Linked DNA regions of Sus scrofa: regions 1 and 3 are each linked to region 2. A link is a contact called in public targeted proximity ligation data. All regions are on one chromosome and are shown on one strand. The core of a region is the stretch at or near the end of the contact, and the rest is flanking DNA. Distances in the headings are between cores, read along the strand shown. Region 1 holds the start of MAPK8IP3 (C-Jun-amino-terminal kinase-interacting protein 3). Region 2 holds the start of UBE2I (ubiquitin conjugating enzyme E2 I). Region 3 holds the start of GNG13 (guanine nucleotide-binding protein G(I)/G(S)/G(O) subunit gamma-13).

Region 1 (2,974 bases), core at 46-2,545, 330 kb before region 2:
TCCTTTTAACTCCTCGGAAGCCACAGTGCAATTTCTCAGCCTTTTCACAGAAGCTAACAACCTCCCCAAGGGAGGGCAACGCAGGGGAAAGAAACCACCTCCATAAACTTGAGGTCTTTCACCAGGTGCCAGCGAGGCTTTGGTTCTGTGTTCATATCCATCCTTAAACTCGCCCGGGTCACAGACCTTCAAAACACCGGCCCAGAGACAAGGCACAGATCTGACAACGGACAGCCTCTGGCTGCAGAACCGTAAGATCAGAAACCTCCTTTTTCTCGGAGACTTTAAAACGGCAGCAACCTGGAGTCTAGGAAACGTTTGCGAAACACACACACAAAAGCAAAAAGACCTGGCGTTTGGGATGAGAGGTGGGTAAGGATGGGACACTGGGGCCTGAGACCCTTCGCGCTGCAAGCTCTCCCCCGTGACGCCAGGTGGTTTAGGGGTCAGGGCTCCTGGCTGGAGCAGCGGGCCGGGAGGAAGGGGGAGCCAGGGCTCAGCCCCTGGGCCCGGCGGGGGGGGTGCCCCGGGGGGCTTGGCTGGGTGGGCGGGGCGGGAGTCGGGCCCCGCCAGGGCGGGGGCTGAGGGCGGGGCCCACGGGCGGGGCGAGGGTCCCCCGCGCGGCCCGGCCCACGCACCTCTTCGGCCTGCTTGCGCAGAGCCTTCTCCCGCTCGTACTGGGTGAGCAGCTGTTCGTTGTCCTCGCGCAGTAGCTCCAGCTCCACCTCGTGCTCCTGGTTCTCGCTGAGCACGGAGTCCAGGTTCTCGAGCACGTTGACCACGAGCGGCATAAGCTCTTTGACCACCTCCTCGTCATAGCAGTGGATGAGGCGCTCGAACTCGCGGTAGATGGAGCCCGCCAGGCCCGACACCCGCTCCGACATCACCGAGCCGGAGCAGTAGTCATCCTGGTACACGACCACGCCGCCGCCCTCGTCCATCTGGATCTCCATCATCGCGGCCACCGCCGCCGCCAGCGCGGCCTGCTGTCCGCCGGCGCGTTCGCCCGCCCCGGCTGCCCGTGAGTCCGCAGGCCGCAGCCCGTCGCCTCCGCCGCAGCCGCTGTTGCCTCAGGGCTCAGCCGCTGCCGCCGCCGATGCTGATGCTGCGCCCGTCACTCAGCAGCCGGAAGTCCCGCCGCCCGGAAGTCCCGCCCTCCAGACAGCGAGGGCGGTGCCCGCCCGTCCCGCCGGCGCCCCGCCGCTAGGGGTCGCAGGTGCCCTGACGTAGGAGGAAGTCCGTCTCCGGCCGGAAGCTGGGCAGGGAACGCTTCCGGCAGGCTTGTCAGAGCCGCTGTCGGTCAGCTCCCGCGACGCTGACGGCGTAGATTTTTACCAGGGGCCGCGCGTCCGCGCAGTGTGCACAAATGCTTCCGTACGGCCTGGACTTGGGCGAGCATCCGCGTGCCCCCTCCCCCCGCCCCGAGGGAAGGGCCATTATCTTTGGGCGCCTGTCCCCTCCCTCCTGAGGTGTCCAGGATGCTGACCTGGCTGTCCTCTGACTTGCCTTTGCAGCGTCACCGCAGTACGCACGCCTACACGGTAGGTGTTCAGAGCTCTCTGCCCTTCACTTGTCCCCTCTGGGGTTCCAGTCTCATCCTAAGATCCAGCAACAAACGCTCATTTACTCCACTTCGGTGTCTTGATTTTGTGTAACTTATGCAGATTTCAGTTTCATTTCACCAATGCGTCATCTAACCCACACACTGAGTTCATTTCGATAGATATATATTTTTGTTTGGCCACACCCTCAGCGTGTGGAAGTCGCCAGGTCAGGGATAAAACCTGCACCACAGCAGTGACCGTGCCCAATCCTCAACCTGCTGTGCCACCACAGGACTCCATCTACCATTTCACTTTTTTTTTTTTCTTCATTTTTGGCCGCCCCATGGCATGTGGAGTTCCTGGGCCAGGTATCAGATCCAAGAGGCAGTCGAGACCTAAGCCACAGCTATGGCAACACCGAATCCTTAACCCACTGGCCAGGGATGGAACCTGCGTCCCAGCACTCCTGACTCCACCAATCCTGTGATGCCCCAGCAGGAACTCTTCTGTGGTTACATGTTAACTTCCACTTGTCCTATTTGATTTTCCTTAGACTCTACCAGATTTTTTTGTTGGTTTGTGATTAGGGCAGCACCCGCGGCATACGGAGGTTCCCAGGCCAGGGGTCCAATTGGAGGTACAGCTACCACCCTACACCACAGCTACAGCCACACCAGATCCAAGCCGCATCTATAACCTACACCACTGCTCACAGCAACGCTGGATCCTTAACCCACTGAGCAAGGCCAGGGTTTGAACCTGCATCCTTGTGGATCCTAGTGGGATGCGTTAGCGCTGCACCACGACGAAAACGCCTGTACTCTGCCAGTTCCCATAGGCCCTTATTTCTCCCACTTTTAGCCACCTGATTTGCATTTCCTTTCAGTGAGGTCTGAGGACACCATGAACCTAAGACTGACACTTTCAGCCTTGGCAGCCACACAGATGGCATGAATCCTGATCAAGAGCCCACTGGTGACAGCCTAGCAGCTGCCTTCCACCTGGTGTGGTGCTTCAAAGGGAGCTCAACCAGACCAGCCGGGTCCTGACCCGACTGCTGGAACCAGTGAACGTCCCTGCAGGTGACGCCCTCACACTTCCTCAGTTCTCCCCTTGCTCTGTGATGCTCACACACCCCCACCAGGAAATGGTCTGGGGTTTCAGACGCGCATTCAGACTGCTTGGGTTCTGACACAGCCTAAAATCACTACCAACCTATGAGGAATGTTGTGGAGATGGAGAGGGGCTTGGTACCATCTTTAGCAAATAGCATGCAGGAGTTATCGCCGGGGCTCAGCTTTAAGGACCTGACATCTCTGAGGATGCAGGTTCAATCCCTGGCCCCCTTCAGTGGGTTAAGGAGCTGGTGGGTTAAGGAGCTCTGACCTGACCCCCCCAGCCCAGAAACATCCATATACCACAGGTGCGAC
Region 2 (2,700 bases), core at 95-2,594:
GCGATTTGACAGCAAAGCCTGCAGAGCCACTAACTGGCTGCACATGCGGGCGAGATGCTTCTCTCTCCCAGCCTCAGCCTTCTCAGCTGTGCGATAAGCCACAGCACTGTGAACTCACGGGTTGGCCCAGGGTGAAAGTGAGCAAGGATCAGCAGCCCAGGATGGGCCCTTCCCACCCAAACATCAGCTTCCCAGGGGGAAGGCATTTGCTTCACCTGATGCAGGCACCCTGCACTCGGGAGACTCTCCAGCCCAGGTGCACGCCCTGTTCTTGCCCGTTTCTGCAGCCAGGCCCCAAATCCCGAGCAAGACTATCGCAACAAGATGCAGAGTTCACCCCCTAAACCACCCGGCGGGCCATGAGCAAGTCAGGGAAAACTTGGGATCCACTCCCCTCTTCTGGTGGGAAGACTTCCAACCCAAAAAGTTTTCCTTAGTAGCAAGAAACGTTTGAGGTTAGGGGTCTGGAAAGGGCACCAACTCTGCAAACACAGAACAACAACTTTGCAACCCGAGGAACTAAGCTTGTTTTCAAACCACACAAACCAAACCAGTGAATTCTGTGATTGAGAGGCAGGTGCAGGCCGTTACCGCGAGCCCAGCTAATCATTCTCTGGCCTTCCTGCTCCTGGCTCAACTACCACTTCCAGCCTCCGTGCACTTGGTACAAAGCAGTCCCAGGAGGAAAATTCCCCGTCAAAGGAAGCGCGGGTGCCCAGGGTCCCACCAACTGCGGCCGAGGCTCCGGAGGCGCAAGAACTCGGACTTGTTTTGATTTACAGACACCACACACCACCCCCAAACGGGCCGGCGCTGCCGCAGCGCGAGGCTTTGCGCTCTTTGTGCGATGCGTCGTCTCCAGGGCTGGCACACGCCACAGGTTCGCGCGCAGACCGTGACCCCGGAAACGCTCCGCCTCGGCGGAGGGCTCGGCGCCCGCTCGCGCTCCTGTCAGCGCAGCCCGAGCGGCGGGCGCCGTCTGCGGCCCGGCCGCGATGCGACCCGCCCCGAGCGCGCGCCCGAGTGGACGCCCCCGCCGTCTGGGGCCGCGGAGCCCAGCGGGCCGGCCCACGCCGCGGCGTCAACACACCGGGGCAGGCCGGTTCCCGGGAGCGGGCCCGGCCGGGCCGCGGGTGGAGGGAGCCCGCCTGGCCGGGCCCGACGGCGGCGGAGGCCCCAGCCCGACAAGGCCCGGTCCCCGGCCCGCCCGTCTCGCCGCGCTCACCTCGGGCGGCCGCGGCCCGGCGAGTGAGGCGGACGAGGCGGCGGCGGCGGCGGCGGCGGCGGCGCTCCTTTGTCTCGGGACTTCCCTCCCGAGCCCGCTCCGCGCGCAGCCCGAGCGCTCGAGGACCCCGGCGCGGGCGGGGCGGGGCGGGGCCTGCGGAGTCTGCCCGCCGCGCGCCTGCCCCGCGCCCCGCCGCTGCCGCCGCACGCCCCGCGCCGTCCACGTCGCTGTGCGCCGCCCGCCGCCCGTGCCCCGCCGCCGGGCGCCCGCGCCCCGGGCCAGGCCTGGGAGCCCAGCCCCGGGGGCGGCTTTCCAGTCAGGCGGCGCCCTGGACACCTGTGCCCTTAAAGGAGCCGCGTCCCTTATGTGAGGGAGCGTCTGCAAACTCCCCTTCGCGGGGCCCGCGTCTATCCGAGGACACGCCGGCGTGCGGCGGGGCAACCAGGAGGCCGAGATCTCCAAGGGCCCCCCGGATGCCCCGCGGGCACCTCCCCGGGCACGGGTCCTGGAGGTCTCCTTGGGGCTAGGGCCCGGGGCCGGGGAGCAAAGATCATTGAGGCCTAGGGATCCCCGAAGCGTCGCAGCACGGTGACAACCCCTCGCGCGCGGCAGGCCGTGAAACTCCTTGCAATTGGCCAGTTCGGGGCTCAGGGCGGGGCGTCTGCCGAATCTGCCCAATGAGCTGACCCCGTACAAAAGGTAGCGTGGCTGCCCGACCGATGGGAGGAGAAGAGCGGACGCTCCCTAACCCAGGGCTGGCCCTGGGGGAATGAAAGGGAAAACCTGACATTACTAATGGAAAACCTCTCCAACTGCAAGTTCTGCTTCTGTAAGCCCCGCTTGCTCAGCGCCCCCCCATGATCATGTGACCACTAACAGACCCACACCTAAAGCTGGAACATTCCCTGCCGCCGGCTCCTCCAGTTCCCACTCCGGTCCACCCCTCCAAGCGTGGACCCAGAAGAACTGGCCTGTAAAAGCCTGTAGCACCCCTGTTCGGGGCCTGGGTTCTGGAGAGCAATCTTCCCCAGGCCGGCCGGGTATGAGAGCTAAATTCTCCTCCTCTCCCAGTGTCGCTTGGTTTCTCGCTGGTCGGTGCTGCACGTGGAGCTGTAACATTTCTGGAGGCCCCAGCGAGACCCCAACCGTTCTGGCCCTTTGAGCCACCGGGGCTGCGGTGAAGCTGCAGGAAGGCTGGGGAGCTCCGGAGGCGAACGAGGCGGTGCTCCACCCGACGGTATTTCGGGTCCTCCTTCGTGGCGGTGCTCCAGTCCTCCCAATGGCCGAACCCCAACCGGACTCGGTGGAGAGACGGACCAACTCCCAAGCAAGACTAGTTAAAGCTCCGGAATAAGGTAAGGCCCCGAGGCCAGTCCCCGTCAGGTCCTGCCTACTGGCAGAAGAGGAGACCTACGTCTTCCAGTCTGACGACCCCAGGAAGGGACCTCCCAAGGGGGAGGTCTGTGACGGCTGAG
Region 3 (2,700 bases), core at 157-2,656, 430 kb after region 2:
CATTTGTCTTTGAGTTTCCTCACCGGAGGCCAGGCCTGTGGCCCTGGAAGGACTATGTGTAGGATCTGTCCCACCAAGGTCTGAAGAGAAGCTGCAAAGGGGAGGTGGTCTCACACGGGCCTCGTCATACCTGCACATCAGGCTGGATCTGCCGGGGCTGTGTGCTCCCTTGCTGGGGCGCCATGCGTGGAGAGCCCCGGCCTCCAGAGGACCCTGAGGGAGAACTGGCAGCAGTGGGGGTGGCGCTGGGTCACCAGTACTCCCTGCACACTGAGAAGGGACTGGGTGAGAGGCTGGCCCTGGCCCCAGCCCCTGCCCAGCAAGGCCATGGGGCAGTGTGACATCCAGACAGCACCAGGCTGCAGGTGCCACCTGGTCAAGACATGCCCTCCTCCTGCACCCCCATCCTCCTCAGAGACCTGCCCCACACCTCTGATCCTTCCTGAGCCCTAAAAGCGGCACACGGGGTCCCCAGCTCAGGGTCTCCCTGCCCCTGACCCCAGCCCGCGCTGCTGCCCCAGTCAGGACTGCAGGTGTGCAGCCGGGAGCTGCCATTTCTAGGCCAGCAAGGAGCCTTGTTGGTTCTCACCAGTAGCCCAGTTAGTGGCACTAATTTCAGAAAGGCTGCTGGTCTCCCTGGACCTGCCCTGGGTGACTGCAAGGAGGTGACAGACGGAGCACAAGTCTCACTGCTTCTGGAGTGTCCTCCTTCCACTGCGAAGCCCTGGGCCTTTGCTCGTCCCAAACCCACCCGGACCCCTGGAGAGTCGGGGGTTCAAAGTCCACCCTCCCACGAAGGTAAGAAAGAGGGGTCAGCTGGGCCCCCGGACTCACCAAGGATGAGGGCTTCACAGGCTCCTGAGAGCAGCCTGTGTCATCTCGAGCGCCGCAGGGAGCCGTGGGCTCCGTCACAGGGGGCCGCCAGGGTCAGCACAGGGACCGCTCTGAGCACCAAGGGGCCATCGGGCAGTGGGTGTGACTGGCACTCCCAGGCGGAAAACAGCACCGCTGAGTCAGAGGCCAAGATGCTCTGCCGGCCACAGCTCCCACCCGGGCCCAGGGCCCACCTGTAGGTGGCGCCATGAGGACACAGGTGTGTTCAAGCATCACCACCAAGGCCTCTTAGGTTGCTTTCAGCTGTGGTCTCGATGGAGCTCTGCTCCACGATGAGGAAATCAAACGGTGCCCACAGGAGTTCCCGTCGTGGCTCAGGGGTTAATGAACCCGACTGGCATCCAGGAGGATGTGGGTTTGATCCCTGGCCTCGTTCAGCGGGTTAAGGATCCGGCATTGCCGTGAGCTGTGGGTGTAGGTAGCAGACGTGGCTCAGATCCCGCATTGCTGTGGCTGTGACATAGGCTGGCGGCTACAGCTCCAATGAGACCCTTAGACTGGGAACCTCCACATGTCGCGGATGCAGCCCTAAAAAGACAAAAAAACGAAAGAGCAGTGCCTGCAAAGCCAGCCCCAGAGCAGGCTATGGGGCTACAGCCTCCTGGGTCACACCAGGGCTTCTCCCAGGGGGGCTCTTGGGAGGGACAGTTGGCAAGGACTGGGTGCCCATTGTGCCCACACCCTCCAAGAGGAGGTGTAGCTGGGTGGCGCAGCCCACCTGGCCTGGGTTTTGCTCCAAACCTGAGCCAGTTCTGGGGGTTCTCACCCTGCCTTGAGCCCCCACCCCATGTGAGCAGGGATCGCAGCCACAGGAGAGCCCCAGGCAGCCCAAGTGACAGGATACAGCCAGTCCCAGGGTACCCGAGGGGCCAGGAAGCGGGGTAGAGTGAAGCCAGTGGCACTGCCAGCCATCTGCCCTGAGGAGGACACTGACACCCTTGGCTCTAAGCACCCCCTCCCCCCATAAATCCATAATAAAAATAATCCCTAGTTTTCGCCACATGCCCCAGTTCCAGAAGTACCGCCTGATCCATCGTCACGCTGCCGTGCAAGGGACCCGGGGAGGCACAGCTGACCTTGTTTTATGCAAGCACAACAGTGAGCCCAGGAGCCCGAGGGGGAGGGAACACACCAACAGGTCCTGCCTTCCACGTGGGAGCAGAGCCAGGGGCCTGGGCCAGGGGCCCTAGGAAGCTGTGGGGTCCAGCCTCCGCGGGGACTGGTTGGTGAGCTGGGCCCTGCCACCCTCTGCAGCTGCCCAGTCTGCCAGCCCCTGGCCTGGGAATCGGGGTCAGGGGCCAGAACAGGAAGCAGTTCCGTATAGGTCCAGGACCCCAGTCTGGACCTCAGTGTCACACCATGGGCAGGCCAGCTCCGGACCTGTCAGTGGACACTGCTGAGGCCCTGGAGGGCACAGCATCTTGACCCATCCCCGCCTCTCCCACCTGTCCAGGTGACTCCAGCCCATGAAGGGCATGGGGGGCTGGGGTATGACCTCAGAGCTGAGTCTTTGGTACTGAACCACGTGGCAGCCCAGGAGGCCACCCAGCCCAGCCGGAGGACACCTCACTGCCCAGGGCAGGAGCTGAACCTGCACTGTCCCCAGCCGCATCTCCTATCCCCAGAGGCCGGCAGAGCGTGCCTGGCAGAGCCAGATCCCAGGAGTCAGCCCAGCCCCGAGGAGGGAGGGCAGAGGCTGGGGGCGGCGCCAGGGCTTGGCCCAGGTGGCAGGAGTAGGCGGGGCCCCTGCCTGGGCTCTGTCCGCCTGAGTGTCAGGCTCGCTCGTCCACCACTTCGCCCTCGCCA

What was found.
Region 1: a contact with region 2 is called in a targeted proximity ligation map of alveolar macrophages. A contact is called at or near these places in 1 of 5 promoter capture datasets (fetal liver) and 1 of 2 datasets of targeted methods (alveolar macrophages).
Region 3: a targeted proximity ligation map of skeletal muscle shows a contact between it and region 2, with 3 times the contacts expected there. A contact is called at or near these places in 2 of 2 datasets of targeted methods (alveolar macrophages and skeletal muscle).

Annotation. Positions count from the first base shown.
Region 1 is chr3:40,240,158-40,243,131 of Sscrofa11.1, forward strand. MAPK8IP3 (C-Jun-amino-terminal kinase-interacting protein 3) reads right to left here and starts at 1,296. Exons shown (of 32, transcript XM_021086813.1): 1 at 639-1,296. The coding sequence starts at 956.
Region 2 is chr3:40,567,597-40,570,296 of Sscrofa11.1, forward strand. UBE2I (ubiquitin conjugating enzyme E2 I) reads right to left here and starts at 1,345. Exons shown (of 7, transcript NM_001204369.1): 1 at 1,226-1,345.
Region 3 is chr3:40,996,157-40,998,856 of Sscrofa11.1, forward strand. GNG13 (guanine nucleotide-binding protein G(I)/G(S)/G(O) subunit gamma-13) reads left to right here and starts at 1,407. Exons shown (of 3, transcript XM_005662239.3): 1 at 1,407-2,700.